Regions from separate parts of the Danio rerio genome. Here region 2 is linked to region 1. A link is a contact called in public Micro-C data. All regions are on one chromosome and are shown on one strand. The core of a region is the stretch at or near the end of the contact, and the rest is flanking DNA. Distances in the headings are between cores, read along the strand shown.

Region 1 (4,748 bases), core at 817-3,316:
AATCAGTTGATGGAAACAGCAAGATGCGCATCAATTTTGAAAATGCGCATTAAAATATGTTCGCGTAACTTAGTAGGAAAAACTTTTTATTTGATAAGAAAAGATCTGCAAAAACTAGGATGGAAACACTTTTACCAAACAAATTCCAGCATGCGCATTAAAAAAAAGTGTAATTTTTGTTATGAGCGATCAGTGCTGTCGTCATCGTCTTCTGAGGCTCAAGTCATTTATTAAATAAGGAAAAGATTTGTGCAGCTTCCCCTACCACAAAATACATTTTTACTGTTGATATTTGCCGCCAATCAGAAAGTGACGATTTTGTTCTCTTTAACTCGTTGGATGGAAACCCTGCTTTATTCGCACATCTTTTATGCGATATTCTAGTTTTGCGCATAAAGTAATTCTCATTTTTTGGTGGAAACAAAGCATAGTGAAATTGAAGGATGCAACAACTGTCATGTGTTTATTAAAAAAATTAAAACTTTTTGAGTATGACAAGATACAAGATGTAATTTAACAATATAAAAGTTTAAAATGATTAGCTTAAAGTGGCTAAATAAACTATTTAACAAAAATGAAAATGCAAAACACGCCTAATGCAATTTCTTTATTACAGCTATCAAAAGTAACTTTAACGCACTTGACGTCATAGTTACGACTTGTGAAGTACGAGCTTTCCAGAAGGAATTGAACGCAGCATGTGACATGACATACGCTCACATAAAACAATATGTATCATTTCACAGCATTGCACTTCTAGTCTGGTGTGCGACCTGCTTCAGAATATTGCGCAACATCAACATTTAAATCTCCATACATTAAGAGGAGCAGGGTTTTCATGTTACACACTCTTGTTCTTCAGGATTTACATTCAGACTTGCACGTTCATATCTTGTGCATCAGTATCTGCATGCATATGAACAACCATTTAGCAGTGATGCGTTTGTTTAAACGATCTCAAACGGATTTAAAGTCACTCTCGTTTCTATATGTTTCGACAAGTATGACACATATAGATGTTAACAGATATCATCTATATGCTGGTGACTTGACTGACTTTACAGCATTTCCGAGCTCGGTTCCCGATGAGAGATGTCATACTTCGACTGAAACGTGTTTTATTCGTGCTGCACGTCTCGGAAATGTCACACATGGGTAAAAGCCTGGTGTGTTGTATTCACACTTTAAACCCACTGTACCTTTTTCTCCGAGGCATTGATTGCATTGGTCCTTTAATATTGGTGACAGCTAATACACTCCTAAATGATCGGTTATTATCTCCGGGGCCTTGTTCCATGTGCCCCGCTGTTTCCAAAGGTCATCCCTCTGTCTTCCTGTATCGACCTGCTCGCCTGTTAACGTGGCCTAAGACTTATTGAAAGTGAAGGTTGAGGAGCATATTTCCATCAGGTTGCAGTCTTCTCCTTCACGAGACGGCTTTTAAAAGGCTCTTTTGAGCATGTCCATTCAGAGAGAGGGGACAGGATGAGAAAACATAATGGATATGCCAATACAGGCAAAAGCGCCCTTAAAATGCTTGCGGTTTCCCACTGGTGTAAGTGTATCAGCGTCTAGGTTTAATACGATAAATTTAACGCTAGATTTGCTCTATTGTATGTGTGTCATAATCTGTAGCTTCGTAAAAATGCGCCTTGTCTTGACATTCTTAAATCAAGAAGCATTTACAGACAAGCAAAAATTGACTTGTTTTCAGAAATCATAAGTAAAATGACTTGAGTTTTTCTTTGAAACAAGCAAAATAACCTGCCTATAGATTAAATAAAATGATCCTGTTCTTGTTTTGAAATTAGATTACTAAAGTCTTTATTATTGTCACGTTATTAAATTTAAATTTGTTATTTCTGAAAACAAGCCAATATTGTTTTTTTGTCTAGAAAATGCTTCTTAATTTAAGCATTTTTAGATATTTGAGCAAGAAACAAGACAACAGTGCTGTTCAAAATACTAACAAAGCATCATTTTTATCTTTCCACAGCTGTACGAACTAGACGATGATGAGAAGAGGAAGGAGTTTCTTGACGATCTCTTCAGTTTCATGCAGAAAAGAGGTGAGTCTTGTTTTGTGGAGCTGGTCAGATAGCAAATATCAGAAGCACACACCCTTTCACACCCATGCCGCAAAACCATATGTTGGCTTTAGATGGTGATGTTTAGATAAGGGTAATTATTGGATTTGTGGATGCTTTTTTAGCCAGGTGAAATTGTGTTCATCAAATAACCAAAGAAACATTTTTAACTCTCAGTTCATGTTTGAATTTTGGGTGTGTTTTTTTAATGGTGTTGGTGAAAACGACCAGTTAAGATGAGGCAGGACATACTGTCTTCACTTGACTTTTCAGTTTTACCCACACCATAAAAACACATTTGACATAATAATACTTTTCACACATTGCAGAAATAAAAATTAGAACATACACACTGTAAAACTGCTTTTCTTACTTTGAGTTTTTGTCTTGTTTCTAGTCCAAATATCTAAATATTCTTAAATCAAGAAGCAGTTTCTAGACAAGCCAAGAACATTGTCTTGTTTTCAGAAACAATATGCCAAAATCAAGTGATTTTTCTTTAAAATAAGTAATCTGCCTATTGGCTTAGTCAGATATTATTTATGCAACGAGAAAACAAGTTAATTTTGTTTACCTCATTGGCAGATTATTTTGATTCAAGAATTTTTAGATATTTGGACTTGAAACAAGACAAAAACTCTCAAGTAAAAAAGCAGTTTTTTGCAGTGTATAATTTTTTTTAATTGTATGATATTATATTTAATTTTATTTAAAGAAACAACATTGTAACTGTAACAACATGTTTTTAATTTTATGTTATTATTACTGTGTATTTACATTTTTTATTATATTATTTTATTAGTAGTTTTAATTATTACTTTTTAAAATTATTATTATGATTTTTACCAATTTCTTTCTTCTTTTAACCTTAAGTAGCAGTTTGTGGCACAAGCAGCACCAAGATCATGGGTTTGAGTCTTAGCAAAGCTACCATGAATAAACCGGAACTGTATGCCTGTAAAGCAGTGTAAAAAGCAGTTAAAGCATTTCTTTGAGCAAAAGTGTCTGCTAATTGAATAAATGTAGTTAGCTGCTAAGGGCAGTTAGCAGTTGTTGTTGTTTTACTTTATGGCCTAAATTGTGACTAGAATTTAAAAAAAAAAAATATATATATATATATATATATATATTCAGGCCCATTTTTTTGTCCCATACATGAGACTATTTGTCTTATTTTGACTGCTATGCCATCATGGTGAAAATAACCCATCGAAAAATGCTTTAAGACCAATCAGAATCCTCTGTCAGCTGTCGATTCGGTGTGACTTTTGCTAATCAGTTTTGGCCAATCCTAACAAACATTTTTCATCCAACATCCAGCTGTGCATAGGAGAAGTCTTTCGCTACTGTGTTGTTTTAAAAAAAGAGAATTAGCTTTTATTTTAAATCTTGGACCTTATTCTTAAAACAAATGACCAAAATTTTTTTGAATACTATTTTGGCTAAAATAGTCTAAAAATGTGGTTATGATGACCATCTAACAAGCTAATTCAGAATAGTGCTTAAAATGTCACTAAAATGCAGTATTTAAAAGTCTTAATTACATGGAAAATGAGGCGTATAATTGCAAAAAGGTCCACTTTTTGCGATAAAAGAGCCACCCTTTCACCAGACTGGCTACAGGCCTGCTATTAGTATTTTTAGTATTTCTGATGCAGGTTTTGTGTTACAGCAGGTCAAATTGACCTGCAGCATAATATAAGGGTAAACAGTTTTTCTTTTGAGTAAATACTGTAATATAACAAGCATATCCTGTCATCTGAACAACTGGAATAATTCGATTTGTGTATAAATGTGTGGCACCTGTGGTGGAAAACAAAGCATCATAAATGCCCAGCCACCCATCTGCCGTCTCGCCAACAATAGAAATGCAGGCTTTATTGTTTTGGTAAAGGCTGAGAATGTGTAGATACTATTGTGATAGGCTTTTCCATGTTTCCTGCTTGACCCGTCCAGTTCTCTGAAGTGTTGCTGCCACCGTGGTGTGTTTGTGCCCCTGATGCTATCTGAAACAACGGCTTCTGCTGTTTGTATTATAATTACTCTCAGATTATGTGAAAACATCCCTGAGGGGATGACCTTGCCACAGTGGGGAAGGCAGCATCCTGGTATTATGTTAGCATAATGAATTTTCAGCTTTATTGAAGAGGGAGGTACATCATCTGACCGCTTTTTCCCACCAAGGTGCTTCAGCAGACATCAGCCCTCCATATTTTTATAGCGGAAATAGAGGAACTTTAAAGGCCTTGCATAATATGAGGAAGTTTGCAGCCTTTGAAGACTTTCCATGGCAGATATTTTAAGCTCTCGTGGCTGTTTTTGTCACTAATATGACTTTGTTTTGGTAATATGGTGTATTTTAACTGTATGATCATTATTTAACCATATATTTTAATCCACATGTGCTGTAATTTGATGTAGTTGTACAAACGTATTAAAGTTAAGGTTTATTGTTTAAAATAAGATGTCTATATGATGTTGATTTTTGTAAAGACAGATACTGTCGCACAAGAAAAATGTCAGACCTGTTTATATCATATAATTGAATTTTTTTTACATTATTAATAATACTAATATATAGAACTTAATAATAGATGCCCAACCTAATCTTAATTAAAACATTTATTTACATTTTTAAAATATTGTTTTCTTCATTTTTGA
Region 2 (4,635 bases), core at 824-3,323, 69 kb after region 1:
AATATTGTCAATACACTGGAATGTTATAATTATACGTACTTACATTACACAACTACTGTTGATCATACTGTCACAGACAGATTTCCAATGTCTGCAAAACAAAAACATCGGATTGCAGTCAAAACTGTGGAGGTTGCAGTCAACAATGTGGAGGTCACAAACTCAAGCAGTCGCAGATGCTGCCTGTATTAATTTTATATTTATCTTGTAGAATGCACCACAGTGATCCAGGTAGTCTACAGTCCCGTAGAAGAATAAATAAAAATAAATATTTTCATTATTATTATTATTATTATTATTAGTAGTAGTAGTAGTAGTAGTAGTAGTATTATATTTGAGATGTCATTTTTAATTGACATTTTGTAACGTGTGTTAATTATTAGCCTGTCAAATTTTAATTATTTAAAAAATATTTCCCATGTGTTGTTTAACAGGGAGAGATTTTATTCATTTATGTATTTATTTTTTATTTCAGTAGTAATAAGGGCATATTAATAACTGTTCTAATTTGTAAATGAGAATATGAAATGTAAGCATTGGGTTAAACAGAGGTCTGATCAGGAACGAAAACCCTCAGTCAATAATCTGGTGATGGTAGATTAGCTCTGAGCTCCATCTGCTGGACAACAGACTGTAACTGTCATCCTGAAAAGCTAAATTGGTATGTTCACACTATAAAAACACTTAATCGTGAGACAAAATTCATTACAGTTCCTTAATGGTTCTCAAAGTTTTGGCTCCAAGACTTCATTTACAACATTTGGATGACTTTCAGTTGTTTAACATGTTAATCAGTTAAATGGGGCTTGGTATAGTTATGTATATAGTGTATACAACTATACACTACTATAATCATAAGCTGTATACTAAAACATAATATATATATTTTAGATATTTTTAATGATTTCCAACATCTACAAAGACAACATAAACAGTTGTTAATGTGTGGATTATAAAAAAGTTTTTATTTAACCATTTTAAATTCTCAAGGCTCCCTTAGAGTGACACGGTGGCTCAGTGGTTAGCACTGTCTCCTCACAGCAAGAATGTCGCTGGTTCGAGCCTCAGCTGGGTCAGATGGCAATTCTGTGTGGAGTTTGCATGTTCTCCCCATGTTCGTGTGGTTTTACACTGGGTGCTCTCCTTTCCCCCACTGTCCAAAGACATGCTATAGGTGTATTGAATGAACTAAATTGGCCATAGTGTTTGTGTGGGTGGGAATGTCAGTGTGTATGGGTGTTTCCGCTGTGTAAAACATATGCTGGATAATTTGGCGGTTTATTCCACTGTGGTGACCCTTGATTAATAAAGGGACTAAAAGCCAAGAAGAAAATGAATGAATGAATGAATGAATGAGGCCCCCTTAGAATTTTGCTGCCCCCTGGTGGAACACCACTAGCATAAACTAAATGGTCTCAAACTTAATTCCTGGAGAGCCACAGCTCTGCATAGTTTAGTTTCAACCACCTCCAACTCACACCTCTCTAGTAGTCTTGAATACCTTAATTAGTTGAATAAGCCATGTTTGATTATGGTTGGAGCAAAACTGTGCAGAGCTGCAGGCGACCCTCCAAGAACTGAGTTTGAGACCCATCTATGCTGTACAGCTTTTTTACTTCATCTTATTTGCCTTGGTGCTAAAAGGTTTGTTGGAATCACATTAGAGCTTACATGAGGACATACTCTCAGAAAAACAGTTTCAAAACACATTTCTAGTGGCGAAAGAGAGTACAGGAATCACACAATGCAAGTAAAAACGCTTCCAATATATCTGCGATATTTAGGATTAGATTATTGCAGATAACATTGCCACCCAAAAAGACTAATTAACAAACATAACATTGAACTAAAATGTTTATAAACAATTTGAACTGATTAACAGGATTTTACTTTTCGATGGCTAAATGATCTCCTCCTTGTGGAAAAATAATTATAATTTCGTTCACAGCGAAGGATTCTGTGGTTGATTACTGAATAACGGAAACTATTCCCAAAATATGGGTAAGGGGAAAAGCAAATCAGGGAACCTCAGAAGAAAATAAAAATGCACAAATGAACGACGTGACCCCTTTAACCAGCCTGTGTCACGTGACTCGACATCTCCGGACTAGCCAGGATGAGCGCAGCCAGAAAATGGCGGATATTGAGGAGTTACGGGTAGGCGAAAGTGCAATGATAGCTGGCTACTTCTTTGCGTCTTTCACATGCTGAAGGCATTTTGCAGTTGACGTTATGTTATGCTATTATGCCCGTCCGTTGGCCTTTGATGCGTTAGTTTCTTCATAGTTAAAAGAGAAACGCGACATCCCTCCGTTATTCGGGTTATGGTTAGCCTGTTAGCCACCAACCCGCTACTCGTTTAGCTCTCGAGATGCTACACAAACGTTGAAGATCAGCCTCAAAATGCCACTGCTTTTATTGCCACCATTGACTGCATGAAAACGCTTTATTATAATGCCTAACTGAACTTGACGACTGTTCGCTTCAGGTAAAAAGTTTTTACGTTCTTCACTGCTCGACTTGTTTTGGCTGGTCTTTTGTTAGCTAACGTTAGCGTCCGGCAGCTATTGACATTGTTTACATGTAACTTACACACAGGTGATGCTTGATTTATTAGAAGTGTTTGCAAGGGAGACATATGTTTAATCCAGCGTGTCCAGAGTCTCTTTGTGCGTGTAAATGAAAGTGAACGTGCGTTTTATATCATAATTGCTAAGTTAAACAATGGAAAATATACACACTGAGAATGTTGTTTACAAGCTCTAACTGTAAATAGTTTGCGGCAAACAAAACAAACTTGACTTCTGTTTCATATTTTCCTCAACATAAGCACTTTAGTAGTGTGATGCATACATCACTTTTCTGAAATTGAACGTATTCAGCTCCAACAAACGTTAACCATGCCATAAGAAAGGTATACTGTGTGTACTGGATACGTTAATGTTAGACACTTGCTGTTATATCTGTCATTACATAACTGACTGATTCATGCTGTCCTGTAAAGTGTTCAGAATTGTCCAGATTTGCTGTAAACCAAGTTTCCCGCCAGCAGTTCTGTTGATTTCTCTTGAGATCAACGTGAACATCTGTTTTGTTCTTTGTCATGTTCTCGATGTTCATCTAATGGGTCTTGGAATTATTCTCAACATTTTAGATGCATTTCGGTCATTTGTTAAGGATTATTAAAGAAAAAAGGATTAACACGTAAGAACAATCAAGCATGGACCGTGTAATGAAGGGTCAGTTGAGATTTTCTTATTTCTTTGGGGTTTCTTGAAAGGGTGTTTTTTGGGTGGGCTGTCACCTCACTTCACACATAATTCTTTGTTAATTAATCTGGTTACTAATTAAATGACACTTTTTGGTTTAAAAAAAACTGTCATAACCATTTTCCACAAGCTTATGCCATGTTGATTTTGATGCAAAGGTTTATGTCTTGCTAAAATCTTAAAACAAAAGTTGTAAAAGTACACAAAATGGCATAGAGGGTGGTTATATTTACTAACCTGTGGCAAATGTATTCTTACTAATGTGTGGTGTTTCTTTTTTTTTTTTGTTGCCTTGTCTGGATTTATTTTTCAGAATATGGTATCAAGTTTCCGTGTCTCAGAGCTCCAAGTACTGTTAGGTTTTGCTGGAAGGAATAAGAGCGGTCGCAAGCATGAACTTTTGCTGAGGGCTCTGCATCTACTGAGGAGTGGTTGTAGTTCTGCAGTGCAGATCAAAATCAAAGAACTGTATCGGCGGAGATATCCAAGGACATTTGAAGGTCTTCAAGATTTGGCGGCACTAAAGTCAAGCATTAAATCCTTCATTCATCTGGACAGCGGTGCCACGGCTGTAAGCTCAGATCTTACTCTGCCAACCGACCATTCAGACGTCCTGCAGCAGCGCCGGGAGAGCTGTGATTCACCTGTGTTTCATGAGTCAAAGCCCATGATGAACATGCAGCAGCCCACGACACTAATGGCCCCCGTCCATCCGGATGTGCAGATGAAGTCCTTACCGTTTTACGATGTTTTAGATGTCTTGATCAAACCATCAAGTCTAGGTAATTGTCACATGCTTGGTGAAATAAACAACAACACAGCAAAAAAATAAATAAAAAAAATCAATGCATTCACATTATAACTTTAAAGTTTAGCAACTGACTTTAGTTTTGGTGGTTTTGCAATTATTAAAAAGTTTTGGGTCAATGAGTTTTTTTTTATTTTTATAGATCAAAAGCGATTGTAATGACAATTTCAATTAAATGAAAAATTCACATTTTAAGCTGCTGTTCTTTTGAACATCTTTTGAAAAAAAAAAACATTCCACAAATATTAGCACAAGCTGGTTTCAACATTGATGGTAGTATATAATATATAAAAATAAATTGATGTTTTTTTTTTGTTGCATCAAATCTGCTTATTTTTCTTATAAGACTGAAGTCTGCAGTAATGATGCTGAAAATTTAGGCCATGTCCACACTAATGCGTTTCATTTGAAAACGCATATTTTTGTCTCCGTTTTGCCCTTCCATCCACACTGAGACGTGTTTTTAGGAAACAAAAACGTATCTTTTTGAAAACGCTCTCCAAAGTGGATAAATTTGAAAAAGACTTTTTCGTGTCGTAGTGTAGACTGTGAAAACGG

Evidence for each region. Hi-C and Micro-C count contacts between places; a contact is called where the count stands out from the background.
Region 2: a Micro-C map of caudal fin shows a contact between it and region 1, with 5 times the contacts expected there. The contact joins the promoter of pias2 here to the enhancer-like site in region 1. A contact is called at or near these places in 2 of 18 Hi-C or Micro-C datasets (caudal fin and an unstated tissue).

The regions. Positions count from the first base shown.
Region 1 is chr5:42,298,310-42,303,057 of GRCz12tu, forward strand. It overlaps arid3c (AT rich interactive domain 3C (BRIGHT-like)), which reads left to right. Exons shown (of 8, transcript NM_001100039.1): 3 at 1,997-2,069. Among named protein-coding and RNA genes, the nearest start is that of pias2, 69 kb to the right of the region's middle. Within about 2 kb of position 2,067, at least 4 of the 62 cell types and tissues checked have an H3K27ac peak or open chromatin away from gene starts, as enhancers often do.
Region 2 is chr5:42,367,679-42,372,313 of GRCz12tu, forward strand. pias2 (protein inhibitor of activated STAT, 2) reads left to right here and starts at 2,074. Exons shown (of 15, transcript NM_001326481.1): 1 at 2,074-2,157; 2 at 3,583-4,051. The coding sequence starts at 2,134.